Linked DNA regions of Mus musculus: region 1 is linked to region 2. A link is a contact called in public promoter capture Hi-C data. All regions are on one chromosome and are shown on one strand. Each heading gives the region's core, a stretch centred on a gene start, on an enhancer-like site or on the middle of the called end of the contact. The rest is flanking DNA. Distances are from core to core; before and after follow the strand shown.

The links. Promoter capture Hi-C pulls out the DNA fragments that hold promoters and counts their contacts.
Region 1: a contact with region 2 is called in a promoter capture Hi-C map of liver. The contact joins the promoter of Ift52 here to the enhancer-like site in region 2. A contact is called at or near these places in 15 of 39 promoter capture datasets (the 3T3-L1 cell line, 3T3-L1-derived adipocytes, the HPC-7 cell line and 10 more), 24 of 484 Hi-C or Micro-C datasets (the AML12 cell line, the AtT-20 cell line, bone marrow-derived macrophages and 16 more), 5 of 115 datasets of contacts at active chromatin or transcription factors (the SCID.adh cell line, embryonic stem cells, stem cell-derived neural progenitor cells and 1 more) and 3 of 9 other capture datasets (adipose tissue, liver and pancreatic islet).

Annotation. Positions count from the first base shown.
Region 1 is chr2:163,013,021-163,019,257 of GRCm38.p6, reverse strand. It overlaps Ift52 (intraflagellar transport 52), which reads right to left and starts at 1,905. Exons shown (of 13, transcript NM_172150.5): 1 at 1,725-1,905. Sgk2 (serum/glucocorticoid regulated kinase 2) reads right to left here. Exons shown (of 14, transcript NM_013731.3): 14 at 5,119-6,237. The coding sequence ends at 6,184.
Region 2 is chr2:162,972,541-162,978,326 of GRCm38.p6, reverse strand. L3mbtl1 (L3MBTL1 histone methyl-lysine binding protein) reads right to left here. Exons shown (of 23, transcript NM_001081338.2): 23 at 1,200-3,939. The coding sequence ends at 3,805. Among named protein-coding and RNA genes, the nearest start is that of Sgk2, 12 kb to the left of the region's middle. Within about 2 kb of position 4,501, at least 84 of the 459 cell types and tissues checked have an H3K27ac peak or open chromatin away from gene starts, as enhancers often do. A contact at or near this core is called in 3T3-L1-derived adipocytes, the AtT-20 cell line, brown adipocytes and 7 more, where this site is marked.

The DNA.
Region 1 (6,237 bases), core at 656-3,155, 44 kb before region 2:
TAACACTGAAATTTACGTCCACTTGTAGATTGAAGAGATGGCTCAGTAGTTGCAGACACTTTGCCCCCAAGCCTGAAACACCCATAGGATGACGTCCTTTCTCTTCCATGAGCACTCAGTACCACATACACACAACAAACAAATGTAAATAAAAAAGAAATATATATATATATATAAACTATTTTTGGTCCATTTGAAACTACTCTGATGCTCATATTGGGTACCATTGTTTTTTACCTAAATTACTAGGCGACTGCACAATTCCAATCCATGTTTTAAGAGCTGATAGGAGAGACCTTCAATATACTGTTTCTTCTGAGACAATCTCCTATAATCTAGGTTCGCCTCTAATGCACTGTGCAGTGGAGGACGGCCTTGAACTCTTTAATGTCTTGCCTTAGTTTCCTGGGTGCTGGGATTACAGGCACATTGCCGCCATGCCGCTGCCTCTCAAATGACTTTTTTTTTTTTTTCCCTGTTCTGAGGACCAGGCAGACACCCAGGGTCTCATGCAGGCAGTCTATTAACTAAGCTGCAGCCTTAACCCCTTCAATGAAATTGAAAACATTTTGTCATGTTGACTTCACATGACACGGCTATTTTTTTGCTTGTTTTCTTTCTTTTTTTTTTTTAAAGATTTATTTATTTATTATATGTAAATACACTGTAGCTGTCTTCAGACACACCAGAAGAGGGAGTCAGATCTTGTTACGGATGGTTGTGAGCCACCATGTGGTTGCTGGGATTTGAACTCTGGACCTTCGGAAGAGCAGTCAGGTGCTCTTACCCACTGAGCCATCTCACCAGCCGGTTTTCTTTCTTTCTTTGTTTATTTATTTATGGTTTTTCGAGACAGTGTTCCTCCTGTGTAGCACTGTCACTCTCTCTGTAGACCAAGCTGGGGTTAAAGGTGTGTGCCATCACAGCCGGCTAACAGAGCTGTACTTGAACATGCTTGTTTTCATTTTGTGTACCTACAATGCTGTACTCTGCCTTCTCCAGTTTCCTGATTAGAACGTCACAACGATCATGTTAGTGATATTGACCTATTACTACACGGTGCCACAAAGAACCCAAACATCACAGTACTGAGATTTATATTTTTCTGCTTTTGAGACGTATTTGGGGTGGGAGCAGATTTCTGGGAAAAGTGAATACCCTTCTCTGAGTACTGAATTGCTCTTAACGGAAGAATACACTTCGAGGTAACAGTTTACTGTAGTTTAACCCCACCACCTCCTTCTGAAGGAGCAGTAGATCTGGGGTCCTGTCCTATTAGAATTAGAAATGAGTTTCCCTAAGAATAGGATAAGGTTTAAAAATCGGTAATAATAAGAATATTGAAACAATATTTGGGTAGCACTGCCCAACCATTCTCTTATTTTTTCTTCAATAATCTAACATGGTATACTAAATTTTGCCAAAGTGACGAAAAACACCAAGCGTGGTTGCAACGATAGCTGAGTCTGATTTGATGGCTCCCCATCCTAGGTTTTTTCATATTCTACAGGACTACGACAAATCCGCGCAGTCCGAGGAGCTAGAAATTCTACATCATCGCCAGGACCAGTTCCCAGCCCACTTCCGCGTCCTCAGTTTACCTCTGCCGACCTCGGGATTCCCACAAGGCTGGCCTAGGGGTCTCCAGAGCGGCATGGCGAGGCCGTCATCGTCTCCAGCCAGACCAACGACCTGGCGGCCCGCACAACCCGACCTCTCCTTACCTGAGGCCAGAGGCCGCCAGGTATCCAAGGCCGCGCGCCGAGAAGGCGTGGCTCCGGGCCCCGAGTGACTTCCGTCGTGGCGTGATGACGACAGCGCGACAGACGTGCTGTGTCTGGTGGCTGCGGACGCTGGGGGCTGTTGGGTAGGGGTTCGGGGCTAGCGCTGGGCTGGCCCGTTTCCCGGTAAAGACTGTATCCAAACTGAAGGAGTCACTTTTTAATAGGGAACCTATATTGTTCATTTGCTAGCAACTGCTATTAAAGACCAATAAGATGGTAGGTCCCCAGGCCGGGAATTCCGGCCTGCCTATGGGCGGGGACTGCTGCGGCAAGCCACGCCCCGGCCTGGCCTGGACGCAGGTTCCGGGCAGGCTCTTGCCGGGTAGCGATCAGGAGACCTAAAATGCCAGGTCTTACCAAAATTTAGAAGTAGAAGCTGGGGTAGGGAGTGGTGACGCGCCGGAGATGTAGTACTATTGTGGAGCTGGGGAAGCGTTTCGGGAAGAGGTACTGGCTTGGGCCAACGGTTGCCATGGAAACGGGAAACACGCTTGCTTCCGCAGAGGCTTCACTGAGAGAGGGCTGTCTGTGGCTTTGTAGTCAAAGCCTCTGCAGCCTCAAAACTTGGAGCAGGCACATGTAGGAAGCTCAGCAGTTTTTATTTTCATCTATGTCTTAATACAGAGCAGTATGCGTTAAGGATATTAAAATACACAAGTTTTAAGGCACTTTTCACGACTGTGGTTATGACGATTTTAGAAAGTGGGAAAGAGTGTGAAAGAGAACGATCTCTTCTCTCCCACTGAAGATCAAATCCAGAGCCTTCCACATCGTGAGCTGTACCATTGAGTTAAGTCTCAGCCAGGAAACTTTTCTAGTGGAGTGCTGCAGAATTGAATAGAGTGTGCAATTAAGGATGCAAATGATCAAGTGTGCAATTAAGGATGCAAATGATCAGGATCTGGACTTGGGCAAGTCACGGGATCATTCGGTACTGTAAGTGTACTAGAAGTGCCAGGACACCAGACCGGGAGCAGCTCCTGGAGCAGTTCTCTCACTGTACCAAGTTGCAGAAGGAGCTTGAGGGTTTTAGAGTCAGCTGCTCCGAAGTCCGGTGTCTGAGAAATGACTTGTATCTGGTGAACTTGAACATGCTGCTTAATTGGAGCATTTTCTACGTGTAAATTGAGGATAGATTCTAAAGGTTTATTATGAGGATTATGGATTGAATTGAGATGGCTCAGCAGGTAAAAAGGCTGAGCCTGACATCCTGAGTTAAATCCCCGAGTCCCACATAATCGAAGTAGAGAACCGATTTCTGTAAATTGTCCTCTTGACCTCTACAAGTATTCTGTGGCATGTTTATGCGCGCGCGCACACACACACATACAAATATGAATCTCAATCTCTCTCTCTCTCTCTCTCTCTCTCTCTCTCTCTCTCTCTCTCTCTTGCTCTGTTTGTTTTTTTTCAAGACAGGGTTTCTCTGTGTAGCCCTGGCTGTCCTGGAACTCACTTTGTAGACCACGCTGGCCTCAGACTCAGAAATCTGCCTACCTCTGCCTCCCAAGTGCTGGGAGGTGTGCGCCACCATCGCCTGGCCAAATACGAATTTCAAAAGGATATATTTTAGAACACTATGTATACAGTGTTCTGCCTACATGTATGACTGCACACCAGAAGAGGGTACCAGACCTCATTATATATTGTTATGACCTACCATGTGGTTACTGGGAATTGAACGCAGGATCTCTGGAAGAGCAGCCAGTGCTCTTAACCTCTGAGCCATCTCTTCAGCCCCCATCAATACAAATTTTGAAATGGGATATTCATATATATATATATATATATATGTATATATATATATATATATATATATGTCAGTTTCATAGTATACTTGTTCATTTTCTATCTTGGTGAAGCATTCTGTGACTTTACAATCTTAGAACAGCTGATTGTGGACTTCTGGCAGCATGTTCAGGTTTCGGACAGTCACCCTCCTGTAAGAGGGAAGATTTGTCCTCTCCTTGTGTCTCACCTCTAGCAGTTAACCCACACTAGGAAAGATAAGAACCAGTTTCTTTCCGTATCAAAGCTTAATAGTAATTCTTGACTGAGCTTTGATCTCCAATAGAACAGTGTTGCAGGTGTTCTCTTTGGTTTTTAATGTGTCCCAGCCCTGAGCCCTGCCTCCCCTCTTCATTCCTAGGGCAAGGGACAAAGGGGACAAAACTGAGAGGAAAGGAGTGGGACCAAATATAGAGGGAAAGTCAGTAAAAATCACCAGCATACACTGATTCAAAGAAAAGTCCTCCCATTGTCCCCAAACCAGCCAGCTAATGAGGCTACCCTGAAGTGTGTGCCAGGAGTTTGTGGGAAAGAAACTAAAGTAAAACAGAATAATCTACAGCGCATGGGCAGTGTCTTGAACATGCATCACATGCCCACGTCTGGCTAGTCAGCATTACCTTCTGAAATGATGAATTCTGAACACCTACAGCCTAATAGCTAGCCAGAATACTGGCCTCCAAGATCAGCTCTGTCCTTACGGTAAAGCACATGAACTTGATAACCAGGTCCAGATCAGGAGGGAAGGTCTCGTCAAGACCCTTCTAGATCACTTTCTGGTTCATTCTAGACAATTCTTGCTTTATTCTAAGAGACTTTTATTTTTGAGATATGGTCACATTGTATCTCCCTGACTGCCTGGAACTCACTTTGTAGACCAGGCTGCCCTGGAACTCCCAGAGCCACACATCTTCGGCCTCCCTGGTTTTCAGGGCATGTGCACTATTCCCATCTTTGAGGAGAATTCTTGGCCCTAAGAGCCTAAGGGAGGAGTAGACCTGTCCAAAGGTTACAAGGTAGAGTCCTAGGTCAAATATAGATTACCATTCCAGCCCGTTAGTGGTGTGGCCTTCAAGCCTCAAAGTTTCTCTGACCCTGTCTCTTCCGTTGACAAAAGGGGAAGTGATCATTCCCTTAGGGTCATTGGAAGAAGACCCCTAACCGACAGGAACATCAGCTCTACGACTCGCCCAGGAGACATGCTCTGAGGCTGACTTTGGACAGCTATGTAAAAAGGGAGTGTGTTAAAAGACTGCAATCTTCAAAGGAAAGCTCGAGGCTTCTAGGGACTGGCTGCTACAGTCTGCACCGTTGACCCTTCTCCAGGAGGAACTCGGAGTTCACAGACCCATTCTTGGGCCCAGATATGGCACAGATGCATCTCTGGACCAAATGTCTCACTTAAGCTAAGAGAAGGATGAAGAAGTCAGAATCTATCATTTCCTGCAATTCTAAATGGAAGTCATCTCCCCCGCCCCACTCTGCTCCAACAGAGGCTCAAAAGTAGAGAATTCCTTGAATATTGAAAGGTGTTGAGGCAACCATACCCAGTAACAAATAATATCCAGTGCATTTAATATTACCTGAAACAAAGACACCGTCCACATAGAGCAACCTCAAACCAAAGACAACACATGACAGGCTTATTACATTTCATCAATGTATACACTGAAATATAAATTCAGATACCAAGAGGCTCTCTCCCAGAGTGCTGGTCACCTACATCCTCCCCTTTCTCTCAGCATTTGAACCCTTTTACTACGAGAGGTAGCTTGTGCCCAGGCTGCATTCCAGGAGAGGTGGAGATTTACGACACACTAAAGGAAGCCACCAGACGGTTTCTGGGCAGCCCACCTCTGTCCCGTTCCTCCTTTTCTCTTGCTTAGCACACAAAAGTGGCCAGTAACCACTCTGTGATCTCATAACTCAACATCCAAAGCTACCACGGTTCTAGTCTCTTTTCTGAAGGTTCCTGTGTCCAGCTGATGGAGCCTTCAGTAAATGATTGGATCACTATCCAATGAGGGAGGGGCTCAGGCTTCCTCAGCAATATAGTCCGTTCATAGATGTGTAATTTTATAGCATGGAGAGGTGATAAATCGGAGGTGGGGCCTCCCCCACCCCAGGCTGGAAGGGAGTAGGCCACTTGGGATATCTTATTTGAAGGTATCTTATTCCCAGCTCGGACTTCTGTTTCTGCCTCCTGGTAGTCATAAGGTAAGCCACCCCTTCCAGTGAGATGACTCAGCTTTGGCTGAAGACCGTAGCAATAGATGAGCCAACTGTGGGCTTTACCTTCTAAAATCGTGAGTCCAAATAGATGTTCTTTACTTTTCTTGCATATTTTGTCACTGCCTCAGCAACAACAAACAAGACAAAACAAAAATGAAAAACCAAGCACAGAAGTCATTTCTCAAGAAGGGCAAGTCAGAACTGCAGACGGCTGGATACTGGGGAGCCTGAACTGTTCCTTCACATGATGGAAAATGTGTTTCCCCTCTTCTCCGAGCCACTGTGTCTTACTTCTTTGGGACTCATTGTGTCTTAGTGCAGCAGAAGATAGTTCCAGCAGGTACCGGCTGGGCTTGGTGGCTTTCCAAGCGCACGTCTCTCAAGAGTCCAAAATGTCATCATCATCCTGTGCATAGGAAAATCCAAGGAATGC
Region 2 (5,786 bases), core at 3,252-5,751:
ATTGAAACTCAGGACCTCTGGGTTACACTTTTAAGACAAGCAGGTATATAGTTACTACACAGTTTTCCTTCTTTTTCTTTTCTTCCTTAGCCATATCATTTCATGAGAACTAACCTCAAACTCACTATGTAGCAAAATGGCCTCAGTGTCTCATCCTTCTGTCTCCATCTTCCCAGTGCTGGGACTGGAGAGGTAGATCCCCTGGCCTGGTTCACGAGGTGCTGGGGATCAACCTCGGGCTTCCTGTGTGCTAGGCAAGCCCTCTACTAGACAACCCCCACTCTCAGCTAACACCAAATCCCAAAGCTCCTTATCTGGCATCTGGAGCTCTTGGTGGAACCATCTGGGCTCTCAGCCTTCGGCACCCCAACATCTCCAGCTCTGCTGCCTGGGACCCAGGTAACCTGTCTTAGCCTAGCTCTACTTCAGACCTGCAGCTTTCCTTGGTGGACACCCCACAGTCCTGGCATCTCAAACATCTTGATGTCTTCATTGTAACTTGGAGTCCACCCTTGTCGATTCATACAATGGTCACTCAAGGCCCCCTTCTGGAAAATCTGGCCCTACAGCACACCGCCTGGCCTTGGCAGCTTTCTGGAAGCTTGGAGCAAGTTTCCACGACCCCGTCATACTTAGAACTCTTCTGCTTGCAAAACCAGTGCCAAGGGCCCCTGTCAGCCTGAGGTGTCATCTGGTGTGTCGTCCTCAAGCCTCTGTGCTCCTCCTCGGTGGCCTGCTGTGAGAACACATCCCTAGTCAGCTGTTTCTAAGCAAGGACTCCTTTCTACAGTAGTCTCCATTCAGCTTCCTCCTTTCAATACATTTGCATTTTTATAAACCAGGTCTTTTAAAGTATAAAACTCAGTTGCTCTAGGGCAGTAGTTCTCACCCTTTCTAATGCCGTGACTCATGTGGTGAGTCCCAGCCTTAACATTATTTTCGTCTCTACTTCCTAACTGTAATGTTGCTACTGTTATGAATCATAATGTGAATATCTGTGTTTTCAAGGGGCCTTAGGCTAACCCCTGTGAAAGGGTCATTCAGCCCCCAGAGGGGCCATGACCCACAGGCTGAGAACCAGTGCTCTAAGACCTACCAAGCAGCAGAGGGAAGGAGTTAGTCTCCTCAGACATGGCAGTACTGATGTCACCTGTGTGTTCTGGGCATTTCAACCACGAAAAGAAAAACAGACTCTGGATGCAGACTAGTCAATTATTTATTTATTTATTTATTTATTTATTTTGTCTCAATACACAGACAAATCATACTATATTTTCTTTGTAACGTTTCCTCTCTCAAGAGTCAATTTAGCTTAAACCAGAGGATTTTCTTTAAGAATTTATGCTTGAGAGCATACACACACACATACACACACACACACACAGACACACACAGACACACACACACACACATACACACACACAGAGCAAGTAAACAAAAGTAACACCATCACAGTGCGTGTGAATGGAGGTGCAAACAGGTTTCATTTTCAGACTCCGGAACCATTCTCTTTGTCTCAGAAATTAAACAAAGTTCATCACTGCCAGGGCTGGGCAGCGGCTGGACAAGCCTGCTGGGGACAAAATGTAAGTAGTCCCTGTTTCTAGAAACCAGGGCACAAGTGCCAGAGACAGCCACCCATGGCCTGTGCTCCCAGGCTCGGGTGCAGTGGGGACCCAGTGGGGTGGACAGGTGGGGGGGATGCTTGGCAGGCATGTTTCTTTTGACTTTTTAAGATTTGGTTTCTGATATTAGTGCAGAAGGGGTGTGTAGCCTAGAGTTGGGAGGCTGCAAGTCGTCTTCTCCAAGGCTGTCTGTTAGTCCGTCTGGTCTCTCCCACAGGCAACCATCACTGGCAAAGCTGCACGGCAAAAGCTGTGAGGTCCCTTTCGTTGGTAGCTGTGTGGTTCACAGCTCCAGTCAAGAACACAGAACATCTGCTGCCGTCTCAGACAAGTCAGTGTGTGGTAGGGCGGACTAAAGGCCAGGTGGTGGCAGTTTTCCACTGCAACCCAGACAATCACAATTGGAGAGTTCGGCTCCTCTTTACTTCCAGCAAATGGGGCAGTGATGTCATATCGGTCAACCTAGCCCTCCCTCCCTGCTTGGCTGGCCTTGCCCAGTGTCCTCCCAGAAAGTTACCCCTGAGGGCTGAAAGGGAAAGGGAACCTGAGCCTCTGCCAGGCTAGCTGGGTGACACTTGGCTGTCCCCCAGAAGCTGTCTGGCCTAGGAAGGGGAGGTCCCCAAAGCACAGAAACAGGAAATCAACAGGACTTTTTGGCTTCCCATTTCTGAGGAAATAATAAAGCCTCATAGCTTAACAGTAGCCCTTCATATCCCCAGTTCTGCACCTCACACCGGCACCTGACAGATACTGCTGAGTGACCAACACGTGTGTACACACACACATGGAAAGATACACACACACACACACACACACACACACACACACACACACACACACACGGAAAGACACATACCACATAACCTATAAGTATACTGGACTGGGGGACAACCCTGCTCTTCAGCCTGTAGGTCCACCTCAGCACCAGATGAACTGAAGCCTGGCACATGCTCCCACCTATTGGAGGGGCGGCTCCCTCCTGGGTTCCCTCCCCACTTAGGCTGGGAGGTGGGTTTGGCAGTAATTGAGTGGAGGCCGAACCTCCACTTGGACAGAAAGGTTCGAGTTCCAGAGCCCCAGCAGGAACCTAGCTGGCAGTGAGAGACTGTTGGAGACTGGCAAGAAGGGCCAGGGAGGTCAGAGACAGGAGAGGGGACCTTTCCAACTCCACCATAAGCGGCTTTCCTTAGACTCGAGAGCAGAATGAGAAATGTTTAAGGGACAGAGTGAATGTGATGCCATAGTGGTTGTGTGCTAGCCAGTGCTACACCCTCCTGGCAGGAGGCTGGGCTGGCAGGGGCCTCTCCCTCATGTGCACTATCTTGGCTGAGAGCCACAGTCAGAGAAAATGATACAGCCATCACGCTTTCTGGAGCTAGTCAAAGCCTCCAGTGTGTCTGACGTCCTAGTCAGGACCGCTTGCCAGGGCAGACTTCATCTCCCCCCACACCCAATAGAGACAGCAGCAGGGAACTTAGGCCCTGCTTGTTAGGACATGGGCTCTAACCATCTGCTCACTCCGTACTGCCCACTTCAACGCCGAGTGATCTTGAACTGAACGTGTTCAGGAAGGTGGTGCCTGGGCTCTCAATCTCTGCCTAGAGGCAAAAGGGAGAAGACAGCCAGAGGCTCCTAGTAAGATGCTCCCATATTTCTGAGTCTTAAGCATCTATGGGGGAAGAGAGCCATGGGGCCTGGCTGGACCATGAACGGGGAGCAAGGGTATACAGCCAACAGCGGACAGGGAGGGAGGCGCCTATCATGTGTAAAATGTGCACACCAAGGTCATGGCCAGTTCTTCGTAGGAGGAGATGGGCCAAGGAGGAGAAAGGACATAGAGATGCCAAAAAGCGACATAGGTCTGAATAGAGGATGCCTACCCTACCTAGCTCCTCCTAATTCCTAAGACAATAACCAAGGTGGCTAAAGCTGTAGGCTACCCCAGCCAGGATACCTGCGGCCCTTATATCAGTCAGGTCTCGGTTTAGTCACACCTTCCCCGGGGCAACTGAACTCTAGGACCGAGGGCTGAGACCTGCTTCCCCAGGCTCCTCTGCTCCCGCACATCTAGTCAGACAGTGAGGGCAGGGGTGCAGAACTCAAGTTGGGAGAGAAGCACCATTTGCAGAGGGAGCCCCGCGAGGATGGGAGGAGCCCCCACTTCCCCGCCCCCAACCAGTCACTTAAAGGCATCGTCAGTGTTTTTGAACATGAGAATGGCGTTATAGATCTTCAAGGCTGGGCCTAGCTTGACACTCATGATCTTCACAATGTCCGCCTGTGTCAGCAAAAGGAAGGCCTCGCCGTCAATCATCTGAGGGGGTGGGAGAGTGAGAAGGAGATGGGGGGGGAAGGTATGGGGGGGGGAGGTCAGGTGTGGTGGTGGGGGTGAGGTGAAAGGAAGGTAGGGGCAGATATGGTGGGAAGTAGGGGGAGGGGAGAAAGGGCATGTGGTGGGTAGGGAAGGGAGGGAGGGCAAAAAGAAAAGACAAGGGAGGGAAAAAGGAGAGAAGGAAGACAACAATGGGGGCGGAGAAGGAACGCAAGAAGCCTGGTCCCCCGCACCACACACATTCAGCTTTTCTTTGTCTTTCTGCTGACTGCTCTGTGTCAGACATGTACACTGGAAAAGCGTCTTTGGAGCCCTTACAGACAGTAGCTTCGAGAAAACAGTTGCTGCTGACACAGTTGTGGGGCTTGCTACCAAACGACAACTCGGAGCTTCTTGTTTGAAAGTTTGCAAGAATTTCAAAATAGTGGCAGCAGAGCACCAAGCCAGCTGCCAGGTCCTTCTAAGCACAGGGCCCCAGGATATTGTTGCACAGACTGCACGCTCGCCCGTCTCAGGAGCAATCCTGGCTCCTGGTCTGAGCGGCTTCACTCATTAGTCATCAGCTTTAAAAACACTGCCTGGACTCACTTTGTAACCGGGGCAACAGCTTCCATATCTACGCGTGGGATCTAGCATTTGTGAACCGCCCGAAGCCAAAAGAGAGCAAAGACAAACAAAAACAAAGACAACAGAAACCCCACAGCTGCCTGTGGGGACCCACCTGTCAAGCTCAGGGCGACTAACAGCAAGCTGGGGATTTTGAGGGCTATCGCATGGGGTTCACTGTAACCTCTGACCTATTCCTGCCCCCCAAATCAGAGAGATGGAGAACACTCCAATGTAAACAAGCTTTTGGATCTGATTTTTAGTTGTAAGCCTTCTTCTATTAAAGTTATTTACTTTGTGTATGTACGGATGTGAGTGTTGGTGTTGAATGTGTGCACATTACTACACGTGTGTGGAGGCCAGAGGGCAATTTCCAGGAGTCAGCGCTCTCCTTCCATCATGGGAGTTTTAGGGATCAAACTCAGGTCTTCAAGCTTGGTGTCAGGCACCTTTACCAGCTTATTAGCCAACTTGCTGGTCCTGACTCCGAGACTTTTTAAAAAAATATATATCACAAGGAAAAAAAAAGAGAGTGAGAGACAAGATAAGAGAATACTCTCATAGCATTGAAAATGTAAACGAGGAAAATACCTAATAAAAAAAAGAGAATACTCTCCTAGAACAGGAGATATTGAAGGGCTACAAAACACCTGAAATAATTTATATGGGCCTTATTTGGCTCAAGAACGATTTTTTAAAAAACGTTCTGAGGTGACAAGAAATGTGGGGAAGGGCAGGGCTTGGTCGGTAGGTCAGAGAAGCTAGTACTGATTGCTTGCTTTCGCAATAACAGCGTTGTTTTAAAAAGTCACGAGTCACAGTGGTCAGAGGTGAAAGACCGTGAGGTCTGCAATTTACTTCCAGCTGCCTCATCCCCAGACAGATGGAGCCAGTGTGTGAAAGGCTGAGAAGTGTGTATTCCAGTCCCCAAAGCCAGCTATGGGGAGGGAGAAGGGGGGAGAAGGCAGGGCAAGGGGTTTGTGAGGCATGGGACTGAGAGGGAAACCTTTAAATGTCCATGGACAGGAGAGCTGCCCCCTGAGCATCAAGTGGAGAAAAACTCTGAGTGTATGCAGCACGTCACAGCACTACAGGGAACGAAGAGAGACCCACAGAGCACCGCTGTCTGATCCCGCGCACACAGTTCAAGAACAGGCAAAGCCAATCTATAAATCCACAGTGCTAAAAAAAATATGACGATCTACAGTGGTTATGTTTTGGGG